Regions from separate parts of the Gossypium arboreum genome. Here region 2 is linked to region 1. The links are chromatin contacts, called in public Hi-C maps. All regions are on one chromosome and are shown on one strand. The core of a region is the stretch at or near the end of the contact, and the rest is flanking DNA. Distances in the headings are between cores, read along the strand shown. Region 1 holds the start of LOC108476362 (squamosa promoter-binding-like protein 2). Region 2 holds the start of LOC108476138.

The links. A called contact is a pair of places that touch in the nucleus more often than the background predicts.
Region 2: a contact with region 1 is called in a Hi-C map of leaf, with 2.8 times the contacts expected there. The contact joins the promoter of LOC108476138 here to the promoter of LOC108476362 in region 1. A contact is called at or near these places in 3 of 5 Hi-C or Micro-C datasets (all in leaf).

The regions. Positions count from the first base shown.
Region 1 is chr3:23,142,682-23,147,385 of ASM2569848v2, forward strand. LOC108476362 (squamosa promoter-binding-like protein 2) reads right to left here and starts at 2,696. Exons shown (of 5, transcript XM_053025595.1): 1 at 2,141-2,696; 2 at 1-650. The coding sequence starts at 577.
Region 2 is chr3:23,353,592-23,358,504 of ASM2569848v2, forward strand. It overlaps LOC108476138, which reads right to left and starts at 1,622. Exons shown (of 3, transcript XM_017778247.2): 1 at 1,274-1,622; 2 at 488-644; 3 at 1-249. The coding sequence starts at 1,276. The coding sequence ends at 203.

The DNA.
Region 1 (4,704 bases), core at 1,446-3,945:
AAAGGTCAAGGTTACAGCCTTCGACTTGGCAACGCAGAATATGTTTTGTCTGACAATTGGGTTTGGATCTCTTTGCAGGGGAAGGGGATGGTGCAGGAGTGGCAGAATAAGATGAAGTCTTTGAATTGCTTCCTGTACAAACATCTTCAAAGTATGTTTGCTTGCCAAGCTTTAAACTGAGCAATGGCTCACCAGAGCCAACTGAAGCCTCAAATATTGGGGAACTACCGGTGTGCTCAACCTTGGAAACCTTTTTCTTGTTGCTAATTTCATGTGGTATAGCTTCAAAAGCCTCCAAAGTAAATGTGGTCGCTTTTACCTCTTCCGCAGATGAAGAATTAATGGATGCCGATTTCGAACTTTTAGACAAAGAAACAAGGCCCAAATCTGATCCAGAACCACCACTACCTCCAGCAGCAGCACCAGAAGAATATAGAGACCCAGAGTCCAGCTCTTCCTCGCCCTCAATATCCCACTCTACCGATCTTAGCTTCCTTGGAATTTCAGTTGGTGTCGCATTTAACATCATAAGGTTCTCCCACTCCCATTGCAACGGGGTTTTGGCACTCCAGTCCATGAGAGAGATAGAACTCACAGAACAGTTCAAACAATCTTCTTCATATAAAAGCCAAGCCACTTGTCAACAGATCCTAAAATATAACCTCAAGGTTTGCTCAATTCATAAAGGAAATAAATGAAAACAATTTCAATCATCCTAAATTCAGTAACCTTATATATGAAGCAGACCATTCAAAGAATCCATATAGGCACGTAGCACGCAAAACAACTGATAAACAAAAATTAATCCCTGCATATCAAGTTCAAAACTTACCTCTAAATCTAACAGCATCAAAGTCCAACCCTCTCTGTTTCTCAGATCTAGAGTGGTACAAGTTAGAAAATTTTCTATCCACTTCAACGAAACAATATTTAGTCCACCCCTTCCCCAAGTTTAAACTAAAAAAGGTTTGTTGATGCCACTTCAAATCCACTTAGCAAAACAATCGCAACCAGAGTAGTAGAGAGGTTCGACTAAACAAAGCAATCACTTCTCAAGCCGAGCATTTTTTTATGCAGATATCAATATCCAACAGAAAAGAGAGCTTAAACAAAGACAAAAAGTATGTTATATTGGACCTTGCAGATTCGAACTAGAATAATAGTAGAGCTTTTTTTCTCATCCATTCATTATTGCTAACGCAAACAAACTGACACCATAATTCCAAACTGTCTCTCTATACGAGTCTTGTACGAATGTAAGCTGATCTTCAACCCCAAGTAAAAACATAGTAGTGTTCCATAAACCTTCAACATCAGCAGTAAATTCCACCACCAAAACTCTAGAAGAATTTACCTTATCTATCAACCCATCCAACAAAAACTACCCGGTCTAGCCTCTTTAACAAAGCAGCTCCCTCCCTCTCTCTCTGCACGCCCCACTATCTTCAATAATTCTAAGAAGCAGTAATAACGTCCAAGTAGAGGAACCCAAAAATTAAATAAATAAAAGGATTCACTTTTTAATCAAGTAACCTAGTCTAAAAACACTAACACTTTCAATAATTCCCATTCGATTATCTGGGAAATCTTGCAAAGTAGGTCCCTGACTCAGACCCACAACTACTGTACAAAACAAAATTCAATGAAACCCTAATCTACCATAAATTCTTGTACCGAAAAATATCTACCATAAATTCAACAATTTACTGATGTATAAAAAGCCATCCCAACAACCATTTTTACTCAAACCCCCACGAAAACCATTAAAATCAATTAACAAATACTATATATGTCAACCAAAAAAATACACAAAAAAGAAATTCTACTCATAATTTTTTTCTCCATACAATATATATGAAGTTTTGCATTGAAACAGAAACAGAACAAACATATAAACTAAAATATTCATTTTTACTAAAAAAAAAAATAGAAAGTATTTGGTCCCCTTCTTAGATATCATTCGTCATATCGTTTTTCCTTTTAATGTTTTAATAAATTCTACTCAGCTTTCAGCCAGAAATACAAGGTAAAAATTAATAAAAAGGAACCCTTTCAACAAACACAAACGCAGTCGTTTCCATTGATTTTCCCCAGAAAACAAGAAAAGAAATCATAACGATAAAAAAAAAACGCACTTTACCTTCTTTTTTTTTTCCTTTCTAAAGTTAAAACAAGTTCACATAATAAAGGTAGAAGATAGGAAGAAAATGACGTTTCAATTGAGCCGCAAAAACAAGAGATGTTTCCCCATTTTTAGAAACTCTAGTACCTCATTATTGCTTTCTTTATTAATCCAAAATGAAATCTCTGTTTTATCTTTCCTATTTATTAACGGCGTTTAGTAAAAACAAAGTGAAAACATATATAAAAAAAAAAAAAAAAAAGAAGAAAGAAAGAAAGAAAAGGCAAGGCAAATGCTTTCTGGTGAGATTGTGATACTTACCGATGCGTACTTCAATGTTGGGCAGAAAGAATAGAAAAAGAAAGAGCAGAAGGATTAAAGATCTTGAAAAAGAAAGGAGATAAGGCACAGCAAGGCACAGCAAAGCACAGCCCACAGCCGAGTCTGAGTCTGAGACCGAGTCAGGGTCTCTTTCACAGACTGAAAATGGAAGGACAAACAACGAAAGAGGTGCTGAGTGGGGCAAAAAATAATTAAAGCCTAGCTTTTTTGGAAGAAATTATTTCCTTTTATTATTATTTATTTATTTGTTGTATTATTACTGCTGCAGTAACTTTTTTTTTAATGCAGAAATTAAATTAGGTAGAATTTATTTAAAATAATGACACGTGCCAGTACAAAAGCTGATTGCATTGCAACTTTTGCAGGTTATGGAGTATGGACTATAGAGTAGTAGTTTTTTGGACGGTAATGAAAGGGTGGCCTTTTTCTTGTCAGTTACAAGTAGCCAGCCCAACTAATATTAGGTCTATTTTTTATATTATCCGATGTTGTATTTTTAATCTCTTAACTGTTAATTAAAATTTTACCTATAAAAAAGCTACGTATTAATAAATAAATTTAATGTTGATCTTATAATAAAAATACAAAAATTAGAAAACAAGAATTTAAGCATAGTACAAAATTAACACCCATTTAAATTAAAATTTAAAAAATATAAAAATTAAAATACATAAAAAATTTGATTAATAATAAAACAATGCAGATTATTGGAAAGGTGGGATCAGAATTCAAAATATTAAAAAGAATAAATCATCCCTACAATCCCTGAGTTAAGAATTTGTGCTGCAAAATCTACTTAACATTAATTATTTCAAGTTAATGAAACCTTTTTCTATTTTTGTTTTAAAATATATCAACTAACTCGAAAGGTACCTTATTAGATTGAGGTATTTGATTATTCTATATTCTGTCATATTATAATTAAGGAAGTCCAATTTTAAGAGATTATGATAATCATACTAGCATCAAAACATTAAAATAATTCACCTATCAAAGGGACCACAAATTGTGTTTAGATGGTGGATCTTTCTCACTTTAAACTCAGTATTAAAATATAATATCATGGTGATTTTCTATTACAATTATGTCATTTATATATGTTATTAACTCTGGTACTTTATCATATTTTATAAATTTTAAATTACTATATGAGCAAATTTGTCAACCTAGAGCTTACACCGTACGTACAATCAAATATGGGTGTCAACCTATCCCTCAAACCCCCCTTTTGTCATTCTAATCTTTTAGGATCCTTTTAACAATTATTCGAAACAAATTTTGACATTTTTATTTTTATTTTTATTTCTAAACCCTAATATACAATTATTGATATTGACACTTTGTCCCCTCTTAACTACCAAATCAAGTTGCAGAAACAGAGATAGTAACATATTGCTATTATTAATATTAGGGTAATCTATAAAAATAATCACTTTTATTTGTCTCAGGTTACATTTTAGTCACTTATGTTTGAAATGTTACGTTTTAGTCACTTATATTACTATTTTGTTACGAAGTGATCACTCTACCGTTAAGTTCCGTTATCTCTCTAACGGTAATCCTACGTGGCAGTCCAACTAGATTTTAGATGCCAACTTAGATTTCTAAGGATGAAAATAGATTTTTAATTAAAAATTTTAATTAATTAAAATTTTTAAACCTAAACCTTAACTAAAAAATCTGTTCATCTCATCTTTTTAATTTTTCTTCTATCTCTTCTTTTTTCAGTGGTTTTTTTTTCATTTGATTGGAAAAACTATTATTAAGATCAAAATAGTTGAAATCAAATTGACTACTTCATAAAGATGGATTCAATGGAGGGTTCAGGTATGTCTTCTTTGCACTCCTCTATCTCTTTTATTCAATACTGAAAAACAAAAGATTGGATTTTTTATTGTTTAATGAAAACCCTAAATTAAAATTCTTGATATGAATATTAACAACTAAAAGAATTTCAAATCGTAAAAAGGATACCCACAAAGGATTGTGAACAAACAAGCGATTCGGATAAAAAAATAGGATTGAGAAACTAATTATTCAAGAACGTAAAGAATTGAAAAATACAATGATTAGGAACAAAAATGATTACCATCTTCTTATTTGTCAACAACCACTTCATTTTGAGTTTTAGAACATAAATTTATCGGTGAAGAGGACATACTTGGACCCTCCATTGAATCCTCTTTTGTTTTAAATGACGTGAATAAAATTTTTGACAATAATAACTTTTTAGTCAATTG
Region 2 (4,913 bases), core at 372-2,871, 210 kb after region 1:
TGCATAAATGAAAAAAGTAGCAGACAAAGCACAATGAACAGACAACTAAAGGGGAGGTCTTATTCAAATTCCAAACATTTCACATCGTAAGCATATATCTCTAGTAAATATAGCATCAGTTTTTCCCTACAAAACTAACAGAAAAGCAAAGCCCAATGCATGACCAGTCTCCTCGCAATTCCTTAACATCAGAAGTGCAGACTTATGCCATACCTCCGCTGGTCGCTGTCCTGATAATCTGGAAGAGAGCTGTTAAGGTGAATGTAAATGAAGTTGATCAGTAAATCATGACAGACAGGACATGCAGAAAATCTTGATTCTAAATTGTAAATATAGATATTTTAATTTAAGCAAACATCCTTGAAGATTACAATGAAATAAACTCAACACCAAGAAAAGCTAAACATATCACACTTTCCAAACGAAGAAACCAGACAAATTATCCATACACATTGAATAAGGAAATATGATGGCAAAGAATCCTTACATGATCCAATGACGACGAATATGAAGAACCCAAGAAGCAGAGGACCGACAGGATAATCCTTCCCCTTCTTTGTGGTTGTCTCAGGCACAGCTCCTCTCTTTGTTATGTTCTTTTGGAACTTCTCCACCTTTCTTTCTGCAAGACGCCTTGATGTTGTCTGCCCAAAGCAGAAAAAGTAAGGGGATAAAGTGTAAATTTTAAAATTGGATAAATAGAAACAAAGCAATTTTTTTTTTCTTTTAGGGAATAAAAGTGTTAGGGTATCCCATGCTCGGCCTGGCCTAATTTGGCGATGGATCTTAACATTTATACAAGATTTATGAGAAATATAAACGACGTTTCGAATGAGTTTTGAACTGTGAAAATAGAATTCGAACTGTTGACCAAAAAATAAAAGACAATTCAGACTATTTGCAAACGACAGGTCAACAGTTCTAAATTAAAACAATAATGAAAAGCAATATAAAGACGAATAAATTATTCAAAAGATTTTCGAACAAATACAAGATCAAATTGTGAGGCATATATCTGCTAAATTTAGATCTATAATAGCTGAAATCTACAAACAATTTTATAAACACGCTAAAATTTAGATCCATAATCTATATTCGGAGAGGACGGAAGACGAACAAGAAGTTTATATTGGATCCACTCAGATACAAGAAGATCAAGAAAAATAATAATCAAATTAATAGGAAAAATAAATATGAAAACTGTGAAGTGAACCAATTATTAGAAAAAAAATACAAATTAACAGTTTCTTAGAAAAAGAAAATAAAAACTTACCATGATGACGGATAGATCAGGTAGCCGGAGAAGATTGAAGAGAGAAAACGCAGGAAAATTTCAGGATCTCGCTAATTCCCTGCGAAGTATTTTCTCTCTCGATCTCTCACTTTCTCGCGAAAATGTCCGGATTTGATAGAGGATGTCAACTATCCATCCGCTTTATATAGTGCTGAAGACGGGAAAATAAATGATAGTTGACGGTCACGCGTAAGTAGCGTCACCGGCTTCGCTCTCATTGGGCGCTTTTGATGGATCTCACTATACCCTTTTTTCTTATTCAAATTTTGATACTCCACTTACTTTCCTTTTATATATTTTTATTGAAAAATTGTGATTATGATCATACCATTCCAAAATTTTATTCCAAATAGCAGTTTATATAGTATATTTTAATTTTTTTATTAAGGTTTAAATATATAATTTGCACTCAAATTTTTTCACTTTTCTCAAATTAGTATTTATGATTTTTTTAGATTAGTACCCTAAATTTTGTTCCGTTAACTAAATTAGTACCTAAATCTAAATTCATTGATGTCATAATCTAAATTTTTTTTTAAAACTATTTCTTTTTTTTTTCTTTAGTTTTCTCAGTGACCTTTCTTCCACCCCAATTTCTTTTTTTTACCCCGTGATCTTTCTTTTTCCCACTATCCTTTTCTATTCTTTTTTCCACTAACACGTTTGCTTTTCAATGGCTGATTTCAATTCCTCTCCTTTACATTCTACTATTGTTGCTGCTGCTTCTTTATTCGAGGTAGAAGATACTGAGAAAATAAAGTTTCTAGACATAGAGGAAACATGTTCAAATTCGGGCTACAAAGATTCAGATTACCCAATAGACTCGAAATGAAAAACTCGTAATTGAAACTTGACTATTAATAAAGTTTTTCGATAGTTGGATTTTTTTTGTTTGTTTCCCGAGAAATTATGAGAAAGAACAAAAAATATATATATATATATATTTTTAACTTTGGTTTCTTTTTAGCTTCTAGATTCTAGGTTTATCTTTTATATTTCAAGTCTTGGGTTCATCTTTTTTTTTTTGATTTTTGCATTCAATTTTTTTCTATTTTTTTCAATTTTTGGGTAGTTAGATTTTTTTATTTCATGGGAAAATACTAGAAAGAAAAAAAAATGGTAGATGTAGACAACTCCATTGGATTTTTATTTTACTTTATAAGTTTCTAAGAATTTAAAGTTTTTATCGAAGAATTCATTTTGTAATTTGTTTGTATGTTATTGTGGCTATTTATGGTGAAGAAGGATACTATGATTTGCACAATGATTTTTAAACAAATTAGGTACTATTTATTTTGATATTATTGTTTGCTTCATGAAATTGTATCTTACATTACCCCTCTTTCTTCTCATTTTTATTATCACTACTTTTCCTTCCACACAATATTTACAAATAAAACATAATTAAGAGGTAAAGAAAAATAAACATGGTGGACATACAACAAGTAGACGAAGTGGAAGGGCCATTACCGATAGTTTCATCTGAGGCGGTTGGATCAAAACGCTAGAGATGTCCAAGCGTTCGGTTAGTGACATTGACAGTGAGCAACCTTACGTTTCTCATGTAAGAAGACCCCCTTCTTTTTCCGAGCAATAGAAACACCACTCCAACAACCTTTTTTTAAATCCCTCACTCGCCTCTCCCTATTTTAAATGTTCCAAAACTCGCATCCTTACCAATCTCACTACTGATTTCAATGCTACCAATGACACCCTTGATGACGCCCCATGAAATGACACTCCACCATGAAACAACCTCGGTCCAATTGGGTTCCCATCACAAGGTTATCTAAGATAGGTGAAAGTGTAGTTTAGCTCAGTTGGTTCAAGCCATGAGTTTTTATGGGTTAGTTTGAACAGGGGAGGGGAAGTTGTAGGGCTTGGTTGATGGTGGCTGAAAAATGGGGAGGAAAATGAAAGGGGATTAAGATATGTGATTTTTGTGATGATTAGATGGTGAGAAAATGAGTGAAAATTTTTGGGGTAAGAGTTTTTGACAAAAGAAAGAAGGGAATGTGAAATCATGAGTTTTTTATAGAGGAAAGGAAGTAGAAATGATGAAGAAAAAGAAAAATAAGAAAAGAAAAGAAAATGGAAAGAAAAAGGGGGAAAATAAAAAAAATAAAACAAAAAGAAAAAGAGGTATAAGAGGACGTCACGTGGCATTGCGCGATTGGCTAGTGTTGCCACGTAAGTAAAAAGTTAATGGCGTTAGACTTAGGTATCAATTTAGCTGACGAAAAAAAATTCGAGTTCCAATTTGGAAAAAAAACCATAAGTACTAATGCTGGAGAAGTGAACAAGTTCGAGCACTAATTTTATATTTAACCATTTTATTAAAAAATAAGTAAACTCGTCTCTTTATGTTAGATGAATGAATGAAATAGCCTCTTTGATTAAATGCTTACTTTGATGTTTTATATTTAAGGCATAATAGTAAATTTAGCCATAAATTTTACATATTTAATTTTATCTCTTTTCTTTTATTGGGAATAACTTGACTGTCCACTTTTCATTAGTGATGTGGCATATTTTTTATGTTCCATATCAATAAATAATTTAAAATTATAAAAAATAGTTAAAAATTATAAATAACTTTTAAAATATAAAAAGAAAAAATAAAGATTTATAAAAAAATTAAAAATGCAAAAGAAGTTAAAAGGTTTTTTATTAAAAAAAGTTCGAAAGGAAAATAAAAAAGAAAGTAAGAGAAGTTTTATAGTAATTTGTTGTTTTTCTTTTAATATTAGTGCAAACTGTTCTAATGCTAGCCTTAGCCCTTATTCTAGCATGTTGTTGGATTTTTAATGGTAATTTATTAATTTATTAATTTATTATGATATGGTGGTACCCCGTATACTTCACATTATTATTACTTTAGTATTGTTTGAAAGGAAAAATAAACAAAGTGAAGAAAGCTTTGTAGTTTATTTATAATCTATGACATAAATTACCTAAAAAGTCCCATTTCCAAGCATATTTACGAAAATGGGTTAATTATACAATTATTTACCGGAAAGGGCCTCTTTTTACAAAACGCACCTATGTGGCCGCGTTTAAGGGGAAAATTGCCAGTAAAGCACGCCCCTGGGGAGCGTTTTTTGCCACGTCAGCAAAATGCTTCCACGTAAGCGCGATTTGCTGACGTGGTAAAAAACGCCCCCCAGGGGCACACTTTGCTCCGTGTTTTTATATGTTAGGGATATTTGCATGTTTAGTCCCTAAAGTTTTTTAGGGTTTTTAAGGTTAGGGTTTTGCCAAAATAAGTTAGGATTTAGTGTTTAGGTTTTTGTTAAAACAAGTTAGGGTTTAGAGTTTTAGTAGATTTTAAAATTAAGATTTAGTGTTATTTTATAAATATTATTCAAATTAGAGTTTAGGGTTTTAAATAAATTAAGTAAATTAGGGTTTTAGGGTTTTAAATAAATTAAATTAGGGTTTAGGTCTTTTAAATAAATTAAGTAGATTAGGGTTTTAGGGTTTTAAATAAATTAAATTAGGGTTTAAGGTTTAAAGTTTAATTTAATTAAATTAGGTTTATTTTTTTTAAAATAACATTGTGTTTATTTTTTTAACAAAATTGACTATTTGTACCCTGAAAAAATAATTTTGAGAAGAC